2 separate regions of the Sus scrofa genome follow, and region 2 is linked to region 1. A link is a contact called in public HiChIP or PLAC-seq data. All regions are on one chromosome and are shown on one strand. The core of a region is the stretch at or near the end of the contact, and the rest is flanking DNA. Distances in the headings are between cores, read along the strand shown. Region 1 overlaps SSH2 (protein phosphatase Slingshot homolog 2). Region 2 overlaps SSH2 (protein phosphatase Slingshot homolog 2).

What was found. HiChIP or PLAC-seq counts read pairs in DNA pulled down with a chosen protein or histone mark.
Region 2: an H3K27ac HiChIP or PLAC-seq map of skeletal muscle shows a contact between it and region 1. The contact joins two enhancer-like sites. A contact is called at or near these places in 1 of 5 promoter capture datasets (liver), 21 of 47 Hi-C or Micro-C datasets (alveolar macrophages, blood, brain and 11 more) and 2 of 2 datasets of contacts at active chromatin or transcription factors (alveolar macrophages and skeletal muscle).

What each region holds. Positions count from the first base shown.
Region 1 is chr12:45,828,018-45,834,830 of Sscrofa11.1, reverse strand. It overlaps SSH2 (protein phosphatase Slingshot homolog 2), which reads left to right. Exons shown (of 20, transcript XM_021067518.1): 17 at 5,770-6,604. Among named protein-coding and RNA genes, the nearest start is that of CORO6, 17 kb to the right of the region's middle. Within about 2 kb of position 3,435, at least 23 of the 83 cell types and tissues checked have an H3K27ac peak or open chromatin away from gene starts, as enhancers often do. A contact at or near this core is called in alveolar macrophages, liver, retroperitoneal adipose tissue and 1 more, where this site is marked.
Region 2 is chr12:45,928,127-45,934,358 of Sscrofa11.1, reverse strand. All of the region lies in intron 3 of SSH2 (protein phosphatase Slingshot homolog 2), which reads left to right. Among named protein-coding and RNA genes, the nearest start is that of CORO6, 120 kb to the right of the region's middle. Within about 2 kb of position 2,303, at least 69 of the 83 cell types and tissues checked have an H3K27ac peak or open chromatin away from gene starts, as enhancers often do. A contact at or near this core is called in alveolar macrophages, liver, retroperitoneal adipose tissue and 1 more, where this site is marked.

The DNA of each region.
Region 1 (6,813 bases), core at 2,186-4,685:
AAGGAGCTACAGGAATAATGGCCTGCCTTCACTCTCCTCCCTCTAGTCTTCTGCTAGGGCTCCCCATTACCCATGCCCTGTAGAAGGAGGGGACAGGGGGCCGGTTGATGTGGTTCATAGGTGGGACTCCAGACACAGAGCAGGGTAGAAAGGCTGAAGAGTGGGTCTCCAGGAGCAGACACAAGACCCAACACCCAACTAAAGGCAGTTTAAAAAGTTGGATCATTTAACATCTCTTGTAACAAGCACAGAAGTTGACTCTGTAATGGCTTATGATGTAATCAGGGACTTGGGTGCTCTCATCTTCCTGCTCCACCTTCCTTCGTTAGTGGCTTTGTCCTTGAATTGCCCCATGATTGCCAAATGTCTTCCACATTTCTAGGCATCTACATTGAATTCCTCAGCCTCTGGCTAAATGAATGGTCATTTCAATTAGAGGGAAAGACCTTTTCCAAAAGCTCCAAGATAGACTGCTCATCCCTCCCCACTCCCACCCCTGCAGGACCATTGACCAGGACTGAGTCGTATTCCTAAAAGTAATCACTAGCTAGGAAAACAGAATTTCCTGGACCAGCTAAAACAAATTCATATTCACCCTCTAGTGCTAAGGAGGTATCACATTCCCTAAACCTATGGGCAGTGAATACTCAAACCAACACTCGAATGGAGTCCCTGCTTTGGCACAGCAGGTGAAGGATCCAGCATTGTCTCTGTGGTGGCCCAGGTTCGATCCCTGGCCAGGCGCAGAGGGTTAAGGATCTGGCATTGTCACAGTTGTGGCCTAGGTTGCAGATGCAGCTCAGATTCAATTCCTGGCCCAGGAACTTCTATTTGGCCCAAGTGCTGCAAAAAAAAGAAAGAAAGAGGAAAAACCAACACAAACCAAATCAAGTCTAAGGAAAAAGAGTGAGAGTGCCTCCTGGTTATGCAACCATCAAGGTCTGCAGTCTATGATGTGTTGTCAAGAAATGGCCCTACAGGGTACCTGCCAAATGAATTGAGCCTAGCGGATTCTTGCCTGGCCCTAGAGCACTGCTATGAGGTCTCTCTGCTTACAAGAGGCAGAAGGGAAGTCCCAGATTCTTTGCAAAGACAATGCGTGGTGATTTTCCCAAAGATATAGATAGATTGTCAAGCCCGATGGTTGTCCAGAGTAGCACTGGGTGCTTAACTTGAGGTGGCAGCCCTCCATTTGAGGGTATTAGCTTGGTACTTGGTAACCTCTTGGTGTAAGAGAAGTTTACCAAAATGACACCAGGCCCTTATAGGGATTTATGAGTTGGTTACAGTTTAATCAGAACATAAAGGTATAGACCAAGCAATGACACCCTCTCTGAAATACAAGGAACTTTTTGCATCTTTTAGTATGTCTTTAATAAACAGCCTGGGAAAGGCTAATATTTAATATTCTCCTTCAGACCTAAAAGTGAGAGTACAGTAAAGGCACTGATTCTGTCCACATCTAATTTTATTTTTTCTGTTTTTATAAATAGGGGATGGAAGTGAGGCAGGAGAAGGAGAAGTGCGTGTGTGTGTCGAAACCCTCCATTAAATTACCAGCAGCCCTGTTTGTTATCCTGAACTCTGATCATTTAGGTATTTGGCAGATTTATGTTCCATTAGACAGGTTCAGATTTCAAGCATTCGCAAGCTGGACCATGTGTCTGAGATATTATGTTCCAGTGTATAAGGGACAAGAAAGAAAAACTGGGTGGTGGCCAAGGGAGAGTTTGTGACACATGTCCTCACAGATGTTAGTTTTGATTCTTTGAACACCCCTGTCACCAGGGCCAAAGGAGACAAAGTTGTCTTTTACCCTGGCTTAGCTGGTGCACAGTGGTCAGCCAGCAGGAGGGAACCCAAGAATGAGAGGAGATGGATTCTGGTCAGATGACAGCCAATCGCAATTAAAGTTTAAAGGATTTTCTTAATAGCTTTTCAGCAAAATAATCTTAGAGCATTTAGGACCATGCACAGCACAGAAAATGCTCAATTGATGTTTTTTCTCTTCCTTCTCCTCTCTACAGGCTCCCTGATGCCTTAAGAAGCAACCATAAACAGTCTGATTTCACTATAACTGATATTCCATCTTTAGCAGTATTTTCCTCTCTTTCATTGTCTCAGAGTTGGTGCTCCACCAAGCATATAACAAGAAAGAAAGCAGAGGCAAAAGGATGGGAGTTAGATTTCATTCTCGGTCATTACTAAGTAAAAGACCAGGTTCTTACCCAGAATGGCCCAGTCATCTCATGTGTGTCAGTGTGTTTATGTAAATCCAAATTCAGGTCGGAGGCCATTCAGGAAAAGAACCTGAGACTTGGTTGCATCATCCAGGCCACAACCCAACTCTGAAATTCTTTTTGGCAACTTATTCCCTTGTTGCCTACCTGGAATAGGTGGGGGGAGTCAGCTGAATATGACAGTTTAAAATAACAAATATGACCTAATGCCTTACATCTGTCCCTAGCAGGGATGAAGCATTAGAATAAACTGGCTTGGGAAAAGCTTCAATGGGAGACAGTTTGGTGTTGCTGAGTGAAACTGTGATGCACACCTTTTCCATTCCTACGTGTGACACCTTTGAGAAACCGCAGTGTGCACAAGGCACAAGAATGCCTGTGGTGGTGGTGCTTGTAATAGCCAAAGCTGTTCATCAACAGGGTGGATGAATACCTTGTGGCATACTCACCACACTATGTATGCAGTTACAGCTACACACATTGATGAATCTTAAAAACATGCTAGTCAAAAAAAGTTGTAGGAGAATACATACAGCATGATTTCATGTATGTAAAATTCAAAACATGCAAACTAAGCTTTATATTGTTAGAACAAAACATGTGATGGCACTATGAGGAAAAAGGGAAGAATGATAAGCACAAAACTCAGGGTGGAGGTTACTGACCCCTGAGCTGGGAGGAGGAGGTGGGGGGGCTCAGGAAGGGGCCCCTGGAACAGCAGTGCTTCCGAGCCATGGTAAGGAGTATCTTGACCTGGTCAGAGAGCTGCCCACTCTCCCTACAGGTCCTACTGCAAAAGTGAAAAAGGCAGCAGAGTCAGACTTATTTTTGGATTGGGATTTTTCTCTCTCCTTTACAAGTAGGTGTCAGTTTAACTCCAGAGCCCTGACCCAGTGTTTTCTGATGAATATCTTCCCAGGAAGAGAAGGAAATCCCTGTTGGGTAAAGCTGTTGTGACGTCAGCCACTTCCTCTGAAACCTGCACTGTTTGTGCCTATTAGCATAATATCACTCTGTCGTTCCCTCTTGGTTGATTAGCGATTCACAGGCAGTTTTTTAAAAACATGTGGAGGGTTCTTGGGATCATGAAAATATCCCATTTGCATGTCGACTGATGAGCTAAGCTGTTCTTATATTATTAGAAGGGTGAAAACAGCTACTCTGGAGGTCACTCCCTAGCCATCTGCATCATGGAATTGTCCTGCCATGGTGGCTGGGGGCCTTGGTACAGGTGTGGACATTCTCCTGACAGGTGAGGGCTGGAAACTGGAGAACACAGTCATATTTAGCTCAGAAAACAGGGTGTCTAGACATGAAAGAAGAAACTTTAAAGGGAAGCACATTGGGATCCGTTGGTCACCAAGTACAGCTGAGGCCCCACCTCTCCAGCCAGACAGCCTTCCTCCCACAGCCACTCACACTTTGGGATATGTGATATGTTGTCTCCTCCTAGGGGTGGCTGGTGTTTGTGCAGCTTGGAAAAGGTGAAAACCCCACCTCACACCCAGCTAATTGATTATAGCTTGTCTTCGTCAACAGATTGACCTGCTTCCTACCCGGAAAAGCACCCTTATGCTGGGCAGGCCTGAGTCAGAGAGCGCCCCACCCTAGCAGCAGTCAGGCAGGGGGAGGGAGAGCAGGTGCAGAGTTGAGAACAAACAGGAGTTCACATTAGTGCAGGCGCATGACTCGGCTGAGATTCACAGGCAGCCGAGGCAGGTGTGGCCCTGAGCCTGGGGTAAGTTGTTTTGGGCTCTTTCCCATTCCACCCTGCGGTGAGGTAATTCTTCATCAGCATGTAAGTCAGGGACACTGCACCCCCAAATGCCACATTCAGTGACCTGTTACCTAGGCAGGTGATCCTGCCCAACCATAGGGCCACATTTTTCTGCTTGATTAGAACTTTGGGAACCGTGCTTCCTTGTTAATGTGGTTTGAAATGAGATCCCATCAGACCTTCTGTCCATATATGTGTGGAGTCTTTCCAGGTGTCACCAGAGCTTAATGGTTTTTATCCAGAGATCTTTATGAAAGGGGCCTATACTTTATGCTTATCCTCTTCCATTCTGTTACCAACTTTTTTTTTTTTTTTTTTTTGCTTTTTAGGGCTGCACATGTGGCATATAGAAGTTTCCAGGCTAGGGGTCGAATTGGAACTGAACTGCAACTGCCAGCCTACACCACAGCTGCAGCAACGCAGGATCCATACCATGTCTGCAACCTACACCACAGCTCACAGCAATGCCAGATCCTTAGCCCAACTAAGCGAGACCAGAGAGCTCATGGATACTAGTTGGATCGTTCTGCTGTGTCACAGCAGGAGTTCCTGTTACCCACTTGCTTCTCCCAATTTACTAGCCTCAACTTTGCTTTCTAATTCAAGTAGGATTACTACCCCCCTCACACTTCCATATCAGTGATTAACCCTGTATCAGCTCTTTACCCCAATTGTGAGGACTTATAATGGGCTCCAGCAGAGTATTTCTCTTTGTATAACTTGGGGGTTGTTTTGTTTTAGTCCCCCCCCTCAGTTCTTAAACATGTTCACTTTTTTAATTCAAAACTACAGAAATACTGCAAAGTGTAGAAAGTAAAGCCCTCCTCCCCCTGCCAGAAGTAAAAGCCCTCCTTCCCTGAAAGAAACACAGTCACCAGTTTAGTGATTTTCTTCCAGATAATTTTCCTATACTTATTCTAACATGGAAACTGACTATTACAAGTGTATTCAGCATGCATTTCACCAAATAATATACCTTGGACATCATTCCACTAAAACACCTGACTGGTTGTGTGTGTGTGTGTTTTGGTGGGGAGTGGGCATTGTTTGACCACACTTGCAATATGCAGAGAAGTTCCTGAACCGAGGATCAAACTGGAGCCACAGCAGTGACGACACCACCAGGGCTAGGCCACCAGGGAATTCCTGTTTTTAATAGCCTCATATCATATAAGCATATAGCCTGTAATTTAAATAAATTTCTTTTTAGTGTCTGATTTTTTAATTTTTTAGTTCTGTAGTTGTTACTGTAACTTCCATATATATATATACACATACATATATATACATATATATACACATACATGTATATGCGTGTATATATATATAGTTTTGTGTACCTATGTAGTAGTATTTCTCCAAGTAAAATTTTTAAAAGGAGAGTTGCTGGTTAGAGTTAAATTTTGAGAGCTGTTGCCAGATGTCACTCTTTAAAATTCTGCAGTCCACACTCCTATTTCATTATGTTTGGCCAAATCTTCATCAGCAGTAGCTGTTCATAACCATTTCAGCTCTTGTAAGTCTGATTGGTAAAAAATCAGATCTCCATTTGTCTTTGTTGTCGTTTTGGTTTTTGTTGTTTGCTGTTAGTGAAACTGAGCATCATTTTAACTGTTTATTGCCTCCCTCCACTGGGCCAGTGACAAAGCATTTTGCAGGTTAAGATTTAAATTTATCTGGGAGTGGTTTCCTGGAAGGGTATTGATTGTTTCACAAACCAAATGAGGCGTTTCCTGTGTGTGTCCTCCGCAGCAAACAGCGGCATAACAAGCTCTGGCGATCTCACTCAGATAGTGACCTCTCAGACCACCACGAACCCATCTGCACACCAGGGCTGGAACTCAACAAGAAGGAGATCACTACCTCAGCAGACCAGATTGCTGAGGTGAAGGCCCTGGAGGGTCACCCACCCATACCTCCTGTCTTCGTGGAGCATGTTGTCCCACAAGATGAAAATCAGAAAGGCCTGTGTACCAAAGAGAGAATGATCTGCTTGGAGTTTACGTCTAGGGAATTTCATGCCGGACAGATTGAAGATGAATTAAACCTCAATGACATCAATGGATGCTCATCAGGGTGTTGTCTCAATGAATCAAAATTCCCTCTTGACAACTGCCATGCATCCAAAGCCTTAATCCAACCCGGACAGGACCCAGAAATGGCCAACAAGTTCCCAGACTTAACAGTGGAAGATTTGGAGACAGACGCGCTGAAAGCAGACGTGAATGTCCACTTACTGCCTTTGGAGGAATTAACATCCCGCCTGAAAGATCTCCCCATGTCCCCTGATCCAGAGTCACCAAGCCCCCAGCCCATTTGCCAGGCCGAAGTCTCAGATTTTAGTACAGATCGCATTAACTTTCTTAGTGCCCTAGAGAAGTTTGTAGAGCTTTCCCAAGAAACCCGTTCCCGATCTTTTTCTCACTCGAAGATGGAGGACCTGGGTGGAGGAAGAAGTGAGAGCTGCCGACTGTCAGCAGTGGAAATGACCCCTTCTGAAATGACAGCTGACGACCAGAGAAGCAGCTCTTTGAGTAACACTCCCCACGCCTCTGAAGAGTCCTCAATAGATGAGGAACAGTCAAAGGTAAAAACTGTCTTTATAGTTATATACCTAATTAAGCTCTATTTGAAAACAAAATATTTGGGACTCTGCTATATTCACTTCATTTTTGATGTGCTAAAGGTTTAGGAAGGCATCATGAGAGAGACTGCCTGGCTGAGACTTTCCTTGAAAACTTAGGGTTTAAATTTTTTTTAATGAGTTGCCTTTCGAGGAATTTATCTTTCCAGGCT
Region 2 (6,232 bases), core at 1,054-3,553, 100 kb before region 1:
TTTATAAAAGACGAGTATACATATTTATAAAATCTTTATCTCTAGAGTTTTTAAATGCCAGAGACATTAAGTGTTGAACTAAGTAAAATACATTTCCTGCTGACTTCTTTTTCCGACAAATACAGACGATTACCATGCCATTATCTTCCTAAATGGCATCATCTAGTGTTGACTTCAATAAAATCCTATCTGTGCTGTGTCATGAAAGAACTGGACTCACCTTTGCAGTGCTGTTCTAAACAGCCTGCTGCTTTTATTTTTTTTAAATCACTGCAGGAGGCTGTAATAAATTATAGCCTGGAAGAAGTTTCAAACTGGCAAGTTTGCCAGATATTTAAAGCAATTTATTTTGGGGTGTATCAGCAGATTTTTTTCTTATACTGCCATTTGGGTGCTTGCTGACACAGCCTGAATAAATCTTTCAAAATTTTTCCTTTCTAGAGATGGATGAAGATGATGCACTGGACTCCAAAGTCCAGACCTTTCATTAACTCTTTACTGACCAACTAATTCCTTCCTATTACCAGATATAGCAAATTTAGATATCTGTTTTCAGCGTGAGTTTGCAATATTTCAAGCCCCTCATTGCCTTGGCAACAACTTTAAGTTTTCTGGAAGGATCAACTAACAAAAAGTGATTCTGGGTTTAGACAGAATTTATAGTTTAGATTATTTCATTACTAGTAGTTTGAAAATTGCCAAACTCAATAGGAACAGAGATCTGAAAATTTATATAAAACAAAGATTTATTTCTTCTTGATTCTAGCCTGTGGTGAGGAGTAAGTAAAGTGAATTCTTCCTCATTTTTGCCTCTTTTCTCTTATAGTTCTCTTCTAATCTTTTCTCATGATATCTTATAATAGTGAAGTTGCTTTTTTTTTTTTTTTTTTTTTTTTTTAATGCTCTTTTATGGCTGCACCTGCAGCATATGGAGGTTCCCAGGCTAGGGGTCGAATCAGAGCTGTAGCTGCTGGCCTACACCACAGCAATGGGGGATTCAGCTGCCTATGCGACCTACACCACAGCTCACAGCAACACCGGATCCTTAACCCAATGAGGGACACCAGGGATCGAACCCCAATCCTCATGGATCCTAGTCAGGTTCCTTAACAGCTGAGCCACAAAGGGAATTCCTGAAGTTGCTTTTTTAAATTACTAATTTTGGCTCTAGAATACCTAAAGCAACTTTATATTAATGTTTTAGTGAAGTATTCACAAAAGCTAAAAATACTGATGCCTGAAAATATTTATTCTGATGAGACAGGAAGGACAAAAGATAAGGGAGCTAACCTTTACTGAGTGCCTGTGGGGGGGTGCCTGGGGCGGGGGAAGCAGTTCCTTTTGTAAGCCACTGCATAGTTTGTAGGAGAGAGAGAAATGAGATTCTCATTTTACCGAGAGCTGGTCCCAGGTCAAGTGGAAGGCTCTTCTCATTGAGTTGTTGCGAAAATCATTAAGGCTTAAACTCATGAAAGCACCAGGGAATAGGGTTTGGTGGGGAAAGCCCTACATACAGCAGGAGTCCTATCTAAGTGACATCACTTACAAGTGAGTTCATCAACATTCATTACTCTAAATGTTTCCACATCTGTACAGTGAGGATATAGTCTCTCCATCCTGTCTCTCTCTAGATCATTTGGCACGGTGATCTCGACCATTGCTGCACACTGGAATCACTGTGGAGCTTTGAAAAAAACTGCTTTCTAGATCTCAGCTTTAAGAAATTCCGACTTGATTGGTTAGTCCAGGGTGCAGATGGGCATTGGGAGTCTTTACATCTCTACAGGTGACTCGTATGTGTGGTTAAGGCTGTGAATCCTTGGTTAGGAAAGCCCTCGTGAATTTACTTACAAGGATAGCAGATGTTATCAACAGTGTAGATAGATTTTTTTTTTCCCCATCATAACCTCAACTCTTTTGCTTTAAACAACAACAAAAAATCCGGTTAATTTCTGCATTCTCCTAGCCCATGGCACATAGGAAGCCATGCATTTTGTGGGTGTACAGCCTTTTAAAGTTTTAAGATCATTTGAAAAAATAACGTTTGTTTGAGGTTCAAACAAAGCCAACTAAGAGGCAGGACCTTTCTGTTCAAACGTTCTAAAGAAATGTGAGCCTTTCCCCCGACCCCCGGCTCGCGTTACTCCAGGCGCGGCTTGCGGCCCACCCATGCTCCCCAGGCCCGCACGCGGTAGCGGGATCTGGTGGGTGCTAGGAGCTCCGGGGCGGGGCGCCGGCAGGGCCGACCCTCCAGCCTCGTAGGACCCGCCCCACCCCGCCCCGGACGTGAGTAGGGGCGGGCTTCTGGTAGCGCCCAGCCGCCGGGACTCCGGAGCCGAGCCCCAGGGCTGCGGCGGCTGCCTCCGCGCCACCCGGCGGACTCAGTTCCGCCGCCGGGATCCCGCGTTGTCCGCGCCTCCAGTCCCGCCGAGTTCAACGCGAGCGCCTTGTGCCCGAGCCGGGCGGGGGGCCAGGATGCGGAGCTGTGCGCCGTGAGCCAGCTCCATGACCCTGAGCACGTTGGTCCGCAAGAGGAAGGCGCCCCCCGCCTGCACCTGCAGCCTCGGTGGCCCGGACATGATCCCCTACTTCTCCGCCAACGCGGTCATCTCGCAGAACGCCATCAACCAGCTGTGAGTGCGCCGCGCGCCCTCCTGCCTTCCGCAACTCGGGAAGTTTGCTTTTCAGCAGCCGCTTTCCCCAGCGGCTGGGAGCAAGCAAGCGAGGGCGAAGTCTTACCCTGCGTGCTTGCAGGTCTCGGGGCATCCGGGGGCACAGTGGGGTGGAGGTGTAGTCCGAGGGTGAAGATGGACAGAAGAATCCTTTGCGAGAACTTGTGGTAAACTTTGAGAGACTGAAAAGTGAGGTCGCCCCAAGGAAGTTGTCGGTGATGACCGAGTGACAGCAGTATGCCTTTCGGGGCACTCGGGCTGAAGGGCGGTCAGTAGCCTCAGAACCGCCGGCCGGAAACCATGGGACTCCCTTGCGGGTCCTGCTGGTGCTCAGGCTCCCGTGTTTGTCATTTTAGTTTTTTGTTTCAAATAAGATTGCCTGTGACCATAGGCTTCGGTTGTAAACCGTGCATACAAAGAAAGGCAGTCCATTCTTGACACCCCCTGGTTGTAGCCTGGAATTATTTCAGAAACCTGGATGTTAATAGTTTGGTTCTTTTTCAGTCTTCGTCTGTAGTAGTGCGTGCTCACAACCCAAGCCTTCAATCGCTAAAGTGCAAGATTCAGTTGTATCTTTAATCACTGTTTTCAAAGTTTCTAGAGGTGTTCTTCCTTGCTATTGTGGTTTAGCTATTTTTCTGAGAACCGTGTGCTGAAGCTTGTGGTTAATCTCAAATCGCAGTTATAAAGGGCGAAGTGGAGGTACTCCCATCTATTCAAGTTGCATCCTTAAACTAGTTGAATAGTTTAGGGTTACTTTTAGATAACCAGCAGTTTGGTCTTTGAATTGTATTACCACTCACACTCTGAGTAGCTTCAAGGAGAGTCACCTTCTGAGGTTTTCCCAGACTCCTGGCCCTTAAGCAACTTCTCTCTTCCTCCCAGGGCAAGCCTGATGTACTTTTTAGTTTAATGTCCAATAGAAACTTTCCATCCTCTCTTATTAAATGTCCTCAGAGTAATGTGTAAAGTTATTTATAGATAATGTTAAATCAAATTTATTATTTTAATTAATGGTTTGTTCTCTTACCAAATCAGATTCATTTGCATTTCAGCTTTTTTCCTTTGTGTTGATTTATGGTGGTGCACCTAAAAAAAAAAAAATACTGAAAATGGATAACCAGTGTCTAAATAAGTGTTAACAATGCTTTAAAAAATAAAGTACTGGAAGCAACCCACATGTCTATTAGTGGATACATGGATAAACAGAATGTGGTATATAATACAACTGAATATTATTCAGCCTTAAAAAGGAAAGCAATCTGGAGTTCCCGTTGTGGCCCAGCAGAAAAGAATCCAACTAGTATCCATGAGTATGTGGGTTCAATCTCTGGCTTCGCTCCTTAGGTTAAAGATCGGGTGTTGCCCTGAGCTGCAATGTAGGTTGCAGACACTGCTCAGATCCTGTGTTGCTGTGGCTGTGGTATAGGCCAGCAGCTGTAACTCTGTTTTGGCCCCTAACCTGGGAAGTTCCATATGCTGCATCTGTGGACCTAAAAAGCAAAAAAAAAACCACAAAAACAAAAAAAAGGGGGGGGGAATCCTGACATTTGCCATAATACAGATAAACTTTGTAGACATGCTTCTAAGTGAAAAAAAAGCCAGTGATGGTACAAATATTGTATGATTCCACTTATGCGGGGGAACTACAGTAGTCTGGTTGCCAGGAGTTGGAAGAGGGGACTAGGAAGATTGTGTTTAATGGGTGCAGAGTTTCATTTGAGGAAGAAGAAAAAGTTATAGGGATGGGTGGTCGTGATGGTTGCACAGCATGGTGTGGATGTGTTTAATGGCACTGAACTGTACACTTAAAATGGCTAAGATAGCAACTTTTATATATTTAACTACAGTTTAAATAAAAGATTAAACAAAATTTAAAAGGCAGAGCTTCTAGGCTTTATGGGGGGAAAGGAGTTTTGAATTCTTCTTCCTTGTGTAGTCAAGCAAGTACAGAATTTCTTTTCCCACTAATTAACATCTTTGGGTAAGTCATTTGACTTCAGTTTCTTAAACCGTATACTGACCCCAGAAGATCGTAAGAGATTATGTATGTGGTAATTTACAAACTATAAATTTCTGCACAGAAACGTGAGTATTTGAAATTAAGCAATAACTAATAGCTGCCATTTATTGACCGTTTGTCACTGTGCTAAGAGTTTAATGTGTATTATTATCTCATTTAACTGTCACAGCAACAGTATGAAATGAACTAATTTCTTCTATTGACACATAATGAAGCTGAGACTTAGCGAAGTCAAGTAATCACTCAAGACCACATAGCTAGTAAATGATAAAACTGTCCTTAGAATCCAGAACTGTTTCCTAGGCCAGTACTTTTAACTACTATGAGGATGATATTCTGTCTTGATAGTTGCAAGGTCATTTTTGAGACTTGGAGTCTTAAGAATTATCTTTAACTGATGACATCTTCAACTTAGTGAAAAAATATTTGCTATACTAAGAGTTTTGCTAAGGTAGACAGTTTCTTAAAAAATTTGCGGAGTATATTTCTCTTTCATTTTTGTTTCTCTTTTGCCAGTTTTTTTTTTTTTCTTAAGAGACTCTTGCTAATATTCACTTCTTCTAAAGTGTATTTATTAGTATTGCTTTAGCTATCATGCTTATTTAGCATTTATAGTATTGCCCAGTTGATCCTCATTTAAAAATCTTTTTTTTTTTTTTTTTTTTTTTTTTTGTCTTTTTGTCTTTTTGTTGTTGTTGTTATTGTTGCTATTTCTTGGGCCGCTCCCGCGGCATATGGAGGTTCCCAGGCTAGGGGTCTAATCGGAGCCGTAGCCACCGGCCTACGCCAGAGCCACAGCAACGCGGGATCCGAGCCGCGTCTGCAACCTACACCACAGCTCACGGCAACGCCGGATCGTTAACCCACTGAGCAAGGGCAGGGACCGCGACCTCATGGTTCCTAGTCGGATTCGTTAACCACTGCGCCACGACGGGAACTCCCTCATTTAAAAATCTTTAAGGATCATTCTGAATAAAACCCTAAATTTTAACTGAATACACGCATTTTTGACGCCTAATGCAGAAATCTTGATTTGAAGTCCATGGTTACTGAAGCCATGGATTGGCCTCAGAAGGCCAGTGAACTCCATGAGATCCTATGAAAATGTTGGTTCGGTAAGTATATTTTTAAAAATTAGATTCTGAGAGTAATGTGATCTCATAAAAGGTTAAGAATCTGCTTCTTAAAGGAAGTATTGTTTTCTAAGGTCTGATGCTGTAAAAATGTAACTGGTGTGAGCATTTCCCTGTGGTGCCAGGTGTGTAAATAGCAGTGATGAATGGGAGCAACTAATATATTAAGATTTAAGGTCCTTAAGTGAAGACTGAATTTTAGTATTTGTTTGGGAGAGGAGGATACATTGACACCTGACTACTCTTAGCCCCGTGGTTCTCTTATCTTTGCTGAGGACCCACTCCTAAGAGCTTTTTTAACCTTTTCTCACTTGCTGCCTCGTATTTGCTCTGGGTTTAGAAACCAAGTACCATATAATAAATCCTGTGAGATCCTAGGGGCTATCCTTTGGAAAAAGTTAATG